3 separate regions of the Ovis aries genome follow, and all the other regions are linked to region 1. A link is a contact called in public Hi-C data. All regions are on one chromosome and are shown on one strand. The core of a region is the stretch at or near the end of the contact, and the rest is flanking DNA. Distances in the headings are between cores, read along the strand shown. Region 1 holds the start of WIPI1 (WD repeat domain, phosphoinositide interacting 1). Region 2 holds the start of ARSG (arylsulfatase G). Region 3 overlaps RGS9 (regulator of G protein signaling 9).

Region 1 (4,433 bases), core at 934-3,433:
TGTATTCGGTAAGGGGTGTGACTTATTTTAAAATCCAATGTCATACCCTCTAAGGCTCAAAGCAACTGACTGTGACAAAAAGTTTTATTTATAGGTGAGACAGAGCTGTCCAGCAGAGCCTTCATCCAAGAAAACAGAACTGACCGTAGAGACGAAGGAAATTAACTTCCCGAGCACCCTAGGGTTTTGAAAATAACATGCTTTTCCAACTGCTATAGAAAGCTGGGACTCACCTAGAGTAAAAATTAACACCCTTAAAAACAGCTAATAAAGAGTGCTGCAAAGCAGAATTGAGAACACTTCCTGCTAAGAAGCAAAATAACTCTCCTCCTTAACCCGCTCTCCTCCTGAAGCTCAGTTCAATTGGGAAGGCAAACACCCAGGCGTTTCAACAGCCACCCTCTCTTGCAAAATGTTTCTTACAAAACATCAGAATGGTATCTAGACTATCATTTTTGTAAACTGTTGGTCTCAAACCATGAGGAAACAATTCAGTGAGTCATAAGTGGCTTAAAAGAAAAAAAAAAAAGAAAAGAAATACAAATTCCAGAAGGTAGCGCACATAGGAAGGGTAAATAGCTGTGAATTGCTTTTCAGTGATATTATATATATAATATTGGAGAAGGAAATGGCAACCCACTCCAGTATTCTTGCCTGGGCAATCCCATGGACAGAGGAGCCTGGTGGGTCCATGGGGTCAAAAAGGGTCAGGGGACACCACTGAGCGACTAAAAAACAATGTATATTATAAATATATCTGTGCGTGCATATAGATAGATAGATACATATTGGGTAATGTTGTAACCTGTATTTCTTATTGTGGGCTGTGGTCAAGGAAAGCTTGAAAGTCACTCATGGAACCAAATTGTCTGGCCACCAGCTTACATGATTACACATACAGTTTTTTTTGAACAAAGGCATATTGTTTGGCATGGGGTGTTTTTAAAGAGAAGACAAAGGGCATGGAAGGCCAGGGTTGCTTATGGCACATGACGGCCTTAATGACACCGCTGAATGTTCAGTATTAGCACAGTCCGGGCACAGATGGCCAGCACACCTGCCTGAAGGCGAGCCCACGAAGGAGCCCCACAGAAACTGGTACAGCAGGAAATGGGGGACTAGGACCGGCCATCGCTGCCTGATGCTGTGTGGCACATTCCAAAGAGGTTAATCCATATGGTCCCCAGGACGTCTAACAATCCCACGAAAGGAGGAAAGGGAGCAGCCTTCTGCTTCTAAGGGACTGGCTCCTCCAGACGTCTCAAACACAGTCCAGCAACCCCTGGCTCACTGGCCAAAGTCCGAATGTGAACATCAAGGCGAGACACTCAAAATCCACTCAAGAAGCAAGAGGGCAGCCTGGGCCGGGGACAGGGTTCCTGGACTCCCAGGAGGAGTTCCGTCTGGCCGAGTGGGCTTCCTGAAGACGCGCTGGGGGCAATGGGAAGGTTCCTGACAACCCGGCCGGCAGGCAGGCGCCCAGGCTGGGCTGGGCTGGGATCAGGCTGGACTGGCTTCGGGGATAGGTTGCCTCCTGGTCGTTGGCCCTGCCCAGATGCCACGTTGAGATGCTCAAGGACAAATGGGAAAGTTTTTCCTGAACTCCCATCTTCCTGGGCCCTAGCTATCTGTCTCGCCCGGGGTCAACTTGCAACTTCCCTGTCCGCTCCCCTCTCCTTTGTCTTTACCACCAACCCCTCCTGCCCAGACCCTCGCTTTGGTCACTCCCCGGCTCCCCAGCTTCCCCAGCCTCCTTCTGCCCGCTCCCTGGGCTCTGTCCCCCCCTTCTCCCGGCCGGCCCCTCCTGGCTCCCTGCCGGCAGGGGGACGGGGGCGCTCAGCCCCGAGCCGGAGGAGGGGCGGCCGGAGGACCCGCACCGGCCCAGGCCGCGCCGGCCGTCACGCCCAGGCCCCCGGGGCGCAGGCCTGCGCCCGCTGTCCAAGTCGCCGACTGCACGACAACCCTGATCGCGACTTTTCTCCCCCAGCTCCCGGCGGGGCAGGAGGCCCGGCTTACGTGCAGTCCTGGTTGAAGGAGAAGCAGCTGAGCGCCGCTTCCGTCCCGCCCGGGGCGCCTTCCGCGCCCTCGGCCTCCATCGGGGGCTCGACCCGGGAAGCCGCGGCTCCGATCGGGCGACAGCCACCTCAGCAGCCCGCTGGCGCCGGCCCCGCGGGCCGGTCTCCGGCCCGGCCCCGCCCCTCCCCGCCAGGCCCCGCCCCGCCAGGCCTCGGCCGGGCCGCCTCATCCCGGCCCGGGCCTGCCAGGCCACGCCCCTTCCCCGCCCACCCGGGCGACCCTACCCCAGCCCGGGCCCACCCAGGCCCCGCCCCGGGCCCGCCAGGCCCCGCCTCCGCCCCGCCAGGCCCCGCCCCGCCAGGCCTCGGCCGGGCCGCCTCATCCCCGCCCGGGCCAGCCAGGCCCCGCCCCGTCCCTCCAGGCCCCGCCCCAGCCCTCCGGCTGGACCAGCTGACTCAGCCACCGAGAGGGCGGGGTCCCACCGCCGGCCTCCATTGGTGAAGAGCCCACAGCGCGGCTCACAATTAGCCAACGGGCGACGGGGGTGGGCGGACCCACTCCCCTGGCGACCCGCCCCCAGCTCCGAGGCACGGCTTGCCATTGGGTGGAGGAGAGTGACGCAACGGCTGCAGGCCACGTGGTGTTGTTTTCATTGCGGGGGCGGCGGGGCGGAGCGAGGGAAGGGAGAGACCCGGCAGCTGGGCCCGGCCTGCGGGGTGAGTCCAGTACGCCGTCTGCGTCGCGGTCGCGGCGAAGCAGACGGGCCGGTGCGCCGGCCTCACCCCACCCGACGCCCCGGCTATTAAACTGACAGTTTAGGGGCGCGCGTTGGACGCTAAGGCCCCACCCTCTTCTGGAGTCTTCGAGCTGCTTGGAAACTGTTTCTAGCAAGGGTGCTGAGGCCGGACAGATAAGGGGCTGTCTCATCCCTTGTCCCGCCGTTACAACTCTTACCGCAGGTTCAGAGCTATATTAACAATGAACTTTATCTCGTTGAATTCTTATAAATGTGTGTGAAGAAGGTATGATTATGCCCAGTTTAGAGAGACTGTAACAGAAGCAGAGAACGGCTACACAGTTCTGTCTGAAATAACACAGTAAATGGTAAAATGTGGAGTTGCCTGATTTCAAGACCCGTACTCCAAACGACTCTGCTAGTCACTACTTGGCAAAACCTGTCTGAACTGTAGCTGAAAAAAAAAAACCCGAAAGAAAATGTGTGTAGCATAGTATTTTTAATGAAAGGGATGGAGTTTTGTAGACAGCACAGTAAAAACTCAGGTAATTGGAGGTGAGTCCTGACGAAGGGTCCCTTTTCCCAACCTAAATACATGTTGCCATCGAATTACCAACACAGCTTATGAATCAGCAGGTCTGCTAGTTTTAGCTTCATATAATTACTGATCAATTTTTAAATTCAGGCTTTTCCAGTTTTGAGATGAAATGGTATTTTATTGTTGTCTTGCCACAGTATTCAAACTGGCATGGTTCAATTTTTCTATTATGTGACAAAGCTATATATATATATAGTTTTTGAAACAGTGAACAAAGCGGGCTTCTTCTCTTAAGCTTTTCTGGTTGACTTTTGGTTTTGTTTTTCTGAAACGCAAATATAACAGTTTCTTCTTTCACTGCTATTATTCTTTCTCTCAGCTGATGTAAGAATAGCTCAGCTCATAGATGGCCAGATGTTGATTGCTCTTTAGTTGAATGTGAGGTGGTGTGTAAATTGTTGTAAGGGAGGCAGCTGCTGCTTGGATGGTTTAACTGAATCGCCCTTGTAACCTCTCAGCTCAGAGCTGATTTCCGGCTCACGTCCCAGCTCAGGCAAATGCTGCAGCCCTTTTTGTTCTATTTAGAAACCAAAAAATATGGCATGCTAGGTGTAAGGTTGTTGGGAGAATCACATAATGTGCCCAGGAGGTTTTTAAAGTCTCATTATTGCCAAGAATTTGGACTTGATGGAGTAGAGATGGGAGCTGGTGTTAGTTTTTGAACAGGAGTGTTTCATGATAAAAGCAGTGTTTTAGGCAGATAAACTGGGCCAGGGTGTGAAAAATAGATTAGAAGGGGAAAAGCCTAGACTAAGGTGAAATTTTAGGAGTGAAAGAAGTGAGAAAGTGGGCTCTAGGATGGGGGCAGGATTAGGACAAACCCAAGAGGTGTTTTTTCCTGTAATATATTTGACATAAAACATTGTCTAAATTTAAGGTTTACAACATATTGTAAGGTTTACAACGTGTTGATTTCATACATTTATGTAACGTAATATGACTGCCATTGTAGATATAATTAGCCCCTCATCACGTCACACTAAGGGCTATTTTGAAGCAGTGCTATCCAATAGAAAGAAATGAGAGCCACAGGTGTGAACCCCAAATGTAATTTAAAATTTTAGAGACATATGCCATTTAAAT
Region 2 (4,395 bases), core at 1,523-4,022, 130 kb before region 1:
TCAAAGATGCATCTCTTCTCTGATTTTCCAGGCGCTGGTCAAGTGGATTGATGCCGAGTCCACCGACACTCCTAGAGTTACTCCAAAACACAGTCGTGAGGAGCTGGTAACTTTGCCAAAACCTGTGGAAGCCTTTAAAGAGTGGAAGGAGTGGATCACAAGATGCCTGGCTGTTCTCCAGAAATAAGGACCTTCAGTAGGAGTAATTCAAATAAACACGTGCACATCATGCTTTCGTTTGGCTGGAGTACTTCATTGGAATAAACTGATTCTGCGTTGGGTCTGGGCAGTGGAGTGGAGGTTTTCTTTTGTTTTTATTTTTAACAGCAACTGAACTTTGAACTGTGGCTCATTTAGAATAAAAACTCAGAATTCTCTCTTACTCTGGTCTGAGGGAGCAAGCGTGTCATTCTTCAAATATGTTTATGTCTCATGAGAGGCGAGGACCAGCAGAAGTTAGTAAGTACACAGATCCTGTGAAAATAGCCATCTCTGACCTGAGAAAGGGTTTCTGAGGAGCGTCATTTCTGGGGGGTGACTGCTGGCTCAGGTTTAGAAAGAGGCTGCCCCTGTGGCCGGCCCGGCCTCATCACCCTCCATTCACATTCCTTCTGCTCATCTGCAGTCTCTTCCAGCCTCGGGCCCGCTGTGCCTGTTTTTTTCCTCTGCTGATGGTTAGCTGATCCCCGAAAGAAGCAACAGCTCACTTCAGTTTTTAGCAGCTCAACATGGAAGCTCCTCCCAGGAGTATTTGCAGGCGGCATTGACGGTGCCCGTCCTGCCCCGCTGTTGGTGCTTGTGGGGACGCCGCTGTTCTCAGCTTTCACAGACGGAGTCCTTTGCCAGGGGCCTTGCAGATAACGTGTCATGATTGTTGGCCAGTGCGAGCTCATACTGCTTGCTGGCGCGACAGGCTAGCAAACCAAGAGATGAGTTTTGGGGGCAAGGAATAGTGACTTTTCAGAAAGCCAGCCAGACCAAGAAGATGGTGGACTCGTGCCCAGCAGAGTTAGAAATCAGGCTGCGTTTGTACTAAAAGGGAAGGGGGTGTGGGTGGTGGTTGCAACTTCTTGGTGTCCAAATGCTTTGCTCTGGTAGCTGTCCACTTGAGTCACATCACCACCTTCTTACGAGCCTCCAACAGAACAGATGGTGCCCTCTGTTCTCCAGCGTTTCTTCTGTATATGGATAGAAAAATGGTACACCTTCAAAGGCCAGAGCCTTGAAAACGGGCTCTGCTGTGCACTTCTGGCCACAGGTCCGCACCTGGGGGCACGTGGGATCTGAGCTCCCTCACCAGGGCTGGAGCCTGCGCCCCCTGCCGGGGAAGTGTGGTCTCAGCCACCGGACTGCTGAGAGGGCCCCAGCACTCTTGGTAGCAACAGAGCGCAGAGGTCAAAGGAAAGGAGACCGTTCCAGCAGGGACTCAGATTTGCTCTTCCCTTTTAATCAATGGTGCTTGCAGCTGTGTGAGCTGCGCTCCTTCTCACAGCCTGGAGCAGGTGTCGGGTTTATGCCTGCAGTAATCTCCCGCTCCTCGGTGCTAATGTTTGCATGAGTGAGGGGCAGCGTGGGGCCGCTACCTGTGCGTCTGCCAGAAATGCTCACATCAGGCTGGGAACATGGGCTGGATGTCCAGAAGGGGAGCAGATTAAAAACCTGAGACCAGACAGACTGCTGGGTCCAGGAAATCTAGAAGCTAGAGCAAATCACGTGACCTGCATGCTGGCTGATGGACTTCCACTTCTCATTTAACCTGGAAGGTGAAACTAAAGGCAATTTTTATTTTCTCCCTTTTATGCCTGAATTCTAGCACTGTTGTTATTTACGCAGCTCGATTTAAAGCACATTTTAGAACGAAATCAATGGCTTCACCTCCAGACTCCTGCTCGGTGAACCTCTAGTCATTTAGAAAACGGTGGCTCGTCATTAAAACTAAGCGGAGGGCAGAGACCAGGTCTTCTAAGAAACACTGCAAAGGGGACCGAGCAGCATGGACTCTGATGGATCTGCTGCGGGTTTTATTTCCTCCCGGAGTTACGCTTTAGGTCTCCTCCATTCCCCCCAGTTTCCTTTCACTGCCCTGCAGGGTGGGCACAGTGTTAGTCCAGTAGGTCGGCTTTAGTTGCAGACCTACAAGAACTCAGATTCGACTAAATGTGTAAGGGGGCCGAGTTTCAGTTGTTTGGTGAAGACGTCAGTCTGCGCTGACTGCACCGTGAGACCAGCAACAAGGTCTGTTAAGAGGTCTGCTCCCTCCCGGCGCAGGCTGCAGTTCTGGCGTCTACTCTGCGATTGCCACTTGGGAGTCGTGTGTAAATGCATTGCATTACTTTTGGAACACTTCTTAGGGTTAAGTTAAACAATATAATTTGTTTCTTGCAATTAAAGTTAAAACACTATGGATAAATGTAGTTTTTAAAAATGATTCTCACTTAATGACAAAACCTAGGCAGTTTTTCCTCTGCAAACGCTGAGCCAACAAGGTATTTGAGAGGAAAACATGAGTAACTTTCCACCTTGTGAACACCATTCTAGAAAACAGTCCGAAGCGTTCCCGGCGGCGCCCAGGGACTTAGCAGGGTCGCTCGGGTCACGGGAAGGGTCGGGGTCCAAGCTCAGGCCGCGGGGACTCTACGCGGAGGCCGAGCGCCGTCCCGGCCCCCGCTGCGCCCCCGAGACGCCCGCGCCGCGAGCGCGCGCTCCCGCACCCCGGCCCCGCGCCGCCCCGCGGGCCTCGCCTCCCCCGCCCCCCGCAGGAAGCGCCCGGCAGCTTCCGCCCAGGGCGCCCGGCCCGGCCCGTACGCGCGGCGGGACCGGACCGACCCGGCCGGCGGCCCCGGCCCCGACCCGGCCGGCGGCAGCCGCGCGGGGCCGCGGGGCGCGCGCAGGGCCGTGAGGGCGTCCGTGCGGGCCCGGCCGGCCGAGGCCAGGCCCCCGGCGGCAGCGCTGCCCGCTCCTCGGGGCCCGCGGGTGCTCGGGCCGCCCCGGCCGCGGCGCCGGCCCGGGAGCCCGTGAGCGCGTGCGGACGGAGGCGGGTGCCATCGGCGTGGCGGCGCGGCTCCGGTCCTCAGGGCGTCCCGGGATCAACAGGTGACCGCGCGAGCTCCCCGAGGCGGCGGACATCCCGTGGGCCGGGGGTGGGGGACTAAGGCGGGCCTCCTGGCAGGGCCGATGTCCTGCGACAGTGTCGTCTGTCCTCGCGGCACCGGGCGCTGCTCTTCGGGACAGACCCCCTACTCCCTGCGACTTCGGACCTTGAGCCGCGTCGCTCCCGCTCCCCGCCCCCAGCCCTGACGACCACCGTCTATTCCCTGCTGTTAGCAGCTCTGCTCTTTTCGGTCCCAGACGTGTGTGAGGTCCCACACCGTTTGTCCTTCTCCGTCTGACTTGTGTCACTGTCCATTATAGTCTGGACTAAGCCTGCACATTCCGTGTGTATCCTGCTGGCACGGCGCGCCTGGGTTCCCAGTGGCCGCGTGCCCAGCGCTGTGCAGCCCGACGGCTCCTAGCTGCTGTGTTGGGCAGTGCGGTTTGTGCTCAGTTGTGGCCGGTTTCCAGTCTGCGTGGGAGGGTGTCCCTTTGAAGTTGAGTTAACAGGAGAGTGAGGCTTCTGGAAGGAAAAGGTTTCCGGGTCTTCAGTGTGTGCAGACCGTGTTCATATAGACTGAAAGCTGGGGGTCCCTGTGAAGGCTTCTGGATTCCCCATGAATGTGCTTTGGGGACCTGCTGTGATTCCCTGGAACAGATGGGTTTTTTTTTTTTTTAACTCTCTTTCCATTGCCAAGGGCCTCCTGCGTCGTTTTCGCTTTTGGAAAGCGAAGTTGTGAAGTGTTAACAGTGTGGAAACAAGTGCAGGCTGGTGTGAACTCGTGTGTAGTTAAACCAGCAGCCGAGATGACCCCAGGGCTCCCTCCCTTCCAGGTTCTGCTCTGTCTTCACTATGCTGCATGACCTCATAAGAAGGACAGCGCCACAAGCAGGAGGTTCAACTGGTTGTTTTCAGATTGTTTATAGAAGAGGTTGTGAGATTAAACTTTCTTTCAACCTCTTTTCAAGTGGGACCATCTGGGGCTGCTCAAAGTCAGAGAAATCCCAGTGCTTTGCTTTAACACCAAAACGAGAGAGATTCAATACATAGAAAATTACTTGCTCCCAGTTGAACCACAGGGGAAAGGAAGCATCCTTGAGGGAATTCCCTGGTGGCCCAGTGGTTAGGACCCCAGCCTTTCACTGTGGAGGGCCCAGGTTCAGTCCCTGGTCTGGAAACTAGGATCCTGCCTGGTGCGGCAAAAAAAAAAAAAGCGATAGAGAGAGACATCATGAAAGAAAAAAGTCTGCTGGAAAATAGCTTGTGCCGTGTTAAGTCATTTCCGTTGTGCCTGACGCTTTGCG
Region 3 (4,475 bases), core at 1,635-4,134, 220 kb before region 1:
ATATGCTATGTCTGACTCTTTGCGACCCCATAAACTGTCGCCCTCCACAGGCTCCTTTGTCCGTGGGATTCTTCAGGCAAGAATACTGAACTGGGTTGCCATTTTCTCCTCCAGGGGATCTTCCCAACTCAGGGACCAAACCCTCATCTCCTGCATTGCTGGTGGATTCTTTACTGCTGAGCCACCAGGAAGCCCACACTCATTGTTCAGCCACTAAGTCAAGTCCAGCTCTTTGTGACCCCATGTACCACAGCACACCAGGCTCCTCTGTCCTCTGCTGTCTCCGGGAGTTTGCTCAGATTCACGTCCTTTGAGTCAGTGATGCCATCCAACCATCTCATCTTCTGCCGCCCCTTCTCCTGCCCTCAATCTTTCCCAGCATCAAGGTCTGTTCCAAAGAGTCAGCTCTTCACGTCAGGTGACTAAAGTATTGGAGCCTCAGCTTCAGCATCAATCCTTCCAATGCATATTCAGGGTTGATTTCCTTTAGGATTGACTGGTTTGATCTCTTTGCAGTCCAAGGGACTCTCAAGAGTCTTCTCCAACACCACAGTTCAAAGGCATCAGTTCTTCGGCACTCAACCTTTTCTATGGTTCAACTCTCACATCCATGCATGATTACTGGAAAAACCATAGCTTTGACTATATGAACCTTTGTTGGCAAAGTAATGACTCTGCTTTTTAATACACTGTCTTGGTTTGTCATAGCTTTTCTTCCAAGGAGCAAGTGTCTTTTAATTTCATGGCTGCAGTCACCATCCACAGTGACTTTGGAGCCCAAGAAAATTAAATCTGACACTGTTCCCATTATTTGCCATGGGACAAATAATGGGACATGACATTATTTGTCTACTTGCCATGATGTGATGGGACCAGATGCCATGATCTTCATTTTTGAATGTTGAGTTTTAAGCCAGATTTTTCACTCTCCTCTTTCACCTACTTCAAGAGGCTCTTTAGTTCCTCTTCACTTTCTGCCATAACGGTGGTGTCATCTGCATATCTGAGGTTGTTGATATCTCTCCCGGCAATCTTGATTCCAGCTTCTGCTTCATCCAGCCCAGCGTTCCATGTGATGTACTCCGAATAGAAGTTAAATAAGCAGAGTGACAACATACAGCCTTGACGTACTCCTTTCCCATTTTGAACCAGCCCATCGTTCCATGTCAGGTTCTCACTGTTGCTTCCAGACCTGCAAACCGGTTTCTCAGGAGCCAGGTCAGGTGCTCTGGCACTCCCATCTCTTCAAGAATTTCCCACAGTTTGTTGTGACCCACACAAAGGCTTTAGCGTAGTCAATGAAGCAGAAATAGATGTTTTGCTGGAATTCCCTTGCTGTTTCTATGATCCAGTGGATGTTGGCAATTTGATCTCTGGTTCCTCTGCCTTTTCTAAATCCAGGTTGTATATCTGGAAGTTCTCAGTTCACGTACTGTTGAAGCCTCGCTTGAAGAATTTTTGAGCATTACCTTGCTAGGATGTGAAATGAGCACACCTGTGCAGTAGTTTGAATTCTCTGGCGTCGCCTTTCTTTGGGATTGGATTGAAAACTGATCTTTTTCAGTCCTGTGGCCACTGCTGAGTTTTCCAAATTTGGTGGCGTATTGAGTACAATACTTTAACAACACCATCTTTTAGGATTTGAAATAGCTCAGCTGGGATTCTATCAGCTCCACTAGCTTTGTTTGTAGTAATGCTTCCTAAGGCCCACCTGACTTCGCACTCCAGGATGTCTGGCTCTAGGTGAGTGACCACACCATCGTGGTTATCCCAGGTCACACTACTATATATAAATAAAATAGATGATCAACAAGGACCTGCTGTATACAGCAGAGAGTGTTAATGAGGGCTTCCTAGGCGGCGCAAGAGCAAATAATCTGCCGGCCAATGCAAGAGACGCAAGAGACTCAAGTTCGATCCCTGGGGCAGGAAGATCCCCTGGAGCAGCAATGGCAACCCACTCCAGTATTCGTGCCTGGAAAACTCCTTGACAGAGGAGCCTGGCTGGCTACGGTTCCTGGGGTCGCAAAGAGAGGCTACACTCAGTAATCTATAATAACCCAAATGGGAAATAATCTGAAAAAGAATGGACATATCTCTTTATACGTATAACTGGATCACTTTGCTGTAGACCTGAAACTGACACAATACTGTCAGTCGACTATACTCCAATAGAAAATTCAACAATGTTTTCAAAACACTTAGAACTGTGACTGACAAGTGGTGACTGTCAGATGAACCACAGTTTGGGGGAACTGTTAAAAGTTACCATCTCTAGTGGCTCCATTGCACCCATGGGCTGAGTCCTGTATCTTTCCAGAATAATGTGAGGACTCTTGGAGCAGTCAATGGAGGGGAGAGAATGGGATCTGAAGTCAGATTATGTGGGCTCACATCGCCACACTGCTACTTACTAACCAACGAACTGTATGAGTCCGAGAAAGTTCCTTAACCCCTCTGTGAAATGGGAATGGCACAGTGACTGCCTACGTGATAGACAGGACGCGAATCGGCAGGTGCCAGTTGTGGCTGTTACTAATATTAGTGTCATTGGTGATAGACAGGGAGGCCTGGCGTGCTGCGATTCATGGGGTCGCAGAGTCGGACACGACTGAGCGACTGAACTGAACTGAAAGATGGTATAACAGAAAGAGCACGAAATGAATTAAAGCAGTGTCACCTGACAGCCACTGCCCTCCCCCCATCCTCAGTGTCTTCATCTGTAAAGGGGCGACTCGAGCCCCCAGTTTCCGACAGGGTGAGCCCTCCCAGGTCCAGCAGCAGCGTTCCGTGAAAAACGGGGCCTTGCCTAGAGCTGGGCAGCTGCCGTCAGAGGCGCAGTCAACAAACCAGGCTCTAGATAAACGGCTTCCAGTCCCAGCGGAACAGCAGAGTTCCTGCCAAGCTGCTCTGGCATCTCAGCTCCAGGCTGAAGTGCTAGAATAGGGCTGGTTGACTCATTGGGAGATGACTTGGCTGAAAGCCAGCAGATGTGACGTCAGCCCGGCCAGGCAGCCGCCAGGGAGCATAACGAGGGCGGGAAAGCCCCGCTTCAGCCGGGCTCCCAGACTCACGGGGGTGGGGAGAGCAGCCGATTGCAGAATCTCATAACTGGCGAACCTGTTTCCCCACTCTTTCATTTTTCGCCTTAGGCTTTCTGTTTTCTCAATTAGGTTAGGTGGTGACTTGTCTATTAGGAGATTGTGTGTAGTTTCCTTGAGAATCAGATTTTATTGAAAGACTGTTACGATCATCTGGTCACTGGATATTTCTGCTGTTTAACTTACTTAACAGCTGTGAGCGGGCTCTGTCGACTGGGAGAGAAGCTTAGGTGCGCAGAGTGGCCACCTGAGGCACTGTGTGTCGCCTGCCAGCCTGAAGACGTTCACGGTCCTCTGGCACTCTCTAAGGTGACCTTGCTCGGATGACAAACTGAACAGATTACTACTCCAACAAGGATCTCGCCAAGCAGCCTCATTTCCCAGGTGAAGGGGACAAGGTAGGGTGGGAAGAAGGAACGTAATTAGGACTCAAGGCACCTGGATGCTGATTCCAAACCTACCGTTGACCCACTGGGCACGTCAGGCAAGACTCGTCACCTCAGGAAATCCCAGCCCCCGGTCAGAGTTGCTCAGTGCTCCCCAGAGTCCGCTCTTCAACCTTCTCAAACTTTAATGCACATAGCAGTCCCCCAGGGATCTTGTAAAAACGCAGATTCTGACTCAACAGCTTGGGGTGAGACTGTGCTAACCACTAGACCACCAGGGAACCCCTTCCTTGTCTTGAGTTCTAATTTACAGCTTACCATTTTATATTAAGGCTTCCCTGGTGGCTCGGATGCTGAAAAATCCACCTGCAATGCGAGAGACCTGAATTGGATCGCTGGTTTGGGAAGATCCCCTGGAGGAGGGCGTGGCAACCCACTCCAGTATTCTTGCCTGGAGAATCCCCATGGACAGAGGAGCCTGGCGGGCTACAGTCCAGGGGGTCACAAAGAGTTGGACACGACTGAGCGACTAAGCGCACACGCGTTTTGTATTAAGCGTCTCCTGTGCGCCTCACTGATCCAACCGTGAAAGAGGCATAACGTGAAAGTCGCTCGGTCGTGTCCAGCTCTGTGCAGCTGACCCCATGAACTGTAGCCCGCCAGGATCCTCTGTCCATGGAATTCTCCAGGCCAGAATACTGGGGTGGGTAGCCTTTCCTTTTTCCAGGGGATCTTCCCAACCCAGAGATGGAACCCAGGTCTCCCTCGTTGCAGGAGGATTGTTTACCGTCTCAGCCACCAGGGAAGCCCTAAAAGAGGAAAGGCATAAACGAACCAAGAGTGTGGACAAGCACTAGACCACACGGACCCGTGTCCAGACGGCCACATCCCCAGCTCCTCCTTAGTCCCCACTTGCATGTCGCAGGATTCACCCAACGGCATCCTATTAAAAATCGTGATGACCTGGCCGAGGACAGTCACGACATAA

What was found. Hi-C and Micro-C count contacts between places; a contact is called where the count stands out from the background.
Region 2: a contact with region 1 is called in a Hi-C map of tail adipose tissue, with 6 times the contacts expected there. The contact joins the promoter of ARSG here to the promoter of WIPI1 in region 1. A contact is called at or near these places in 8 of 16 Hi-C or Micro-C datasets (blood, hypothalamus, liver and 4 more).
Region 3: a contact with region 1 is called in a Hi-C map of muscle, with 4 times the contacts expected there. The contact joins the enhancer-like site here to the promoter of WIPI1 in region 1. A contact is called at or near these places in 7 of 16 Hi-C or Micro-C datasets (blood, hypothalamus, liver and 3 more).

What each region holds. Positions count from the first base shown.
Region 1 is chr11:60,927,846-60,932,278 of ARS-UI_Ramb_v3.0, reverse strand. It overlaps WIPI1 (WD repeat domain, phosphoinositide interacting 1), which reads right to left and starts at 2,183. Exons shown (of 14, transcript XM_060395885.1): 1 at 2,017-2,183. The coding sequence starts at 2,096. It overlaps LOC105610547 (a long non-coding RNA gene), which reads left to right and starts at 2,679. Exons shown (of 5, transcript XR_006061344.2): 1 at 2,679-4,433.
Region 2 is chr11:61,058,401-61,062,795 of ARS-UI_Ramb_v3.0, reverse strand. ARSG (arylsulfatase G) reads left to right here and starts at 2,772. Exons shown (of 12, transcript XM_060395884.1): 1 at 2,772-3,093. It overlaps AMZ2 (archaelysin family metallopeptidase 2), which reads left to right. Exons shown (of 9, transcript XM_060395078.1): 9 at 32-229. The coding sequence ends at 187.
Region 3 is chr11:61,150,795-61,155,269 of ARS-UI_Ramb_v3.0, reverse strand. All of the region lies in intron 1 of RGS9 (regulator of G protein signaling 9), which reads right to left. LOC114116809 (a long non-coding RNA gene) reads left to right here. Exons shown (of 2, transcript XR_003590595.3): 2 at 3,295-4,475. Among named protein-coding and RNA genes, the nearest start is that of RGS9, 5.6 kb to the right of the region's middle. Within about 2 kb of position 2,884, at least 21 of the 54 cell types and tissues checked have an H3K27ac peak or open chromatin away from gene starts, as enhancers often do. A contact at or near this core is called in muscle, where this site is marked.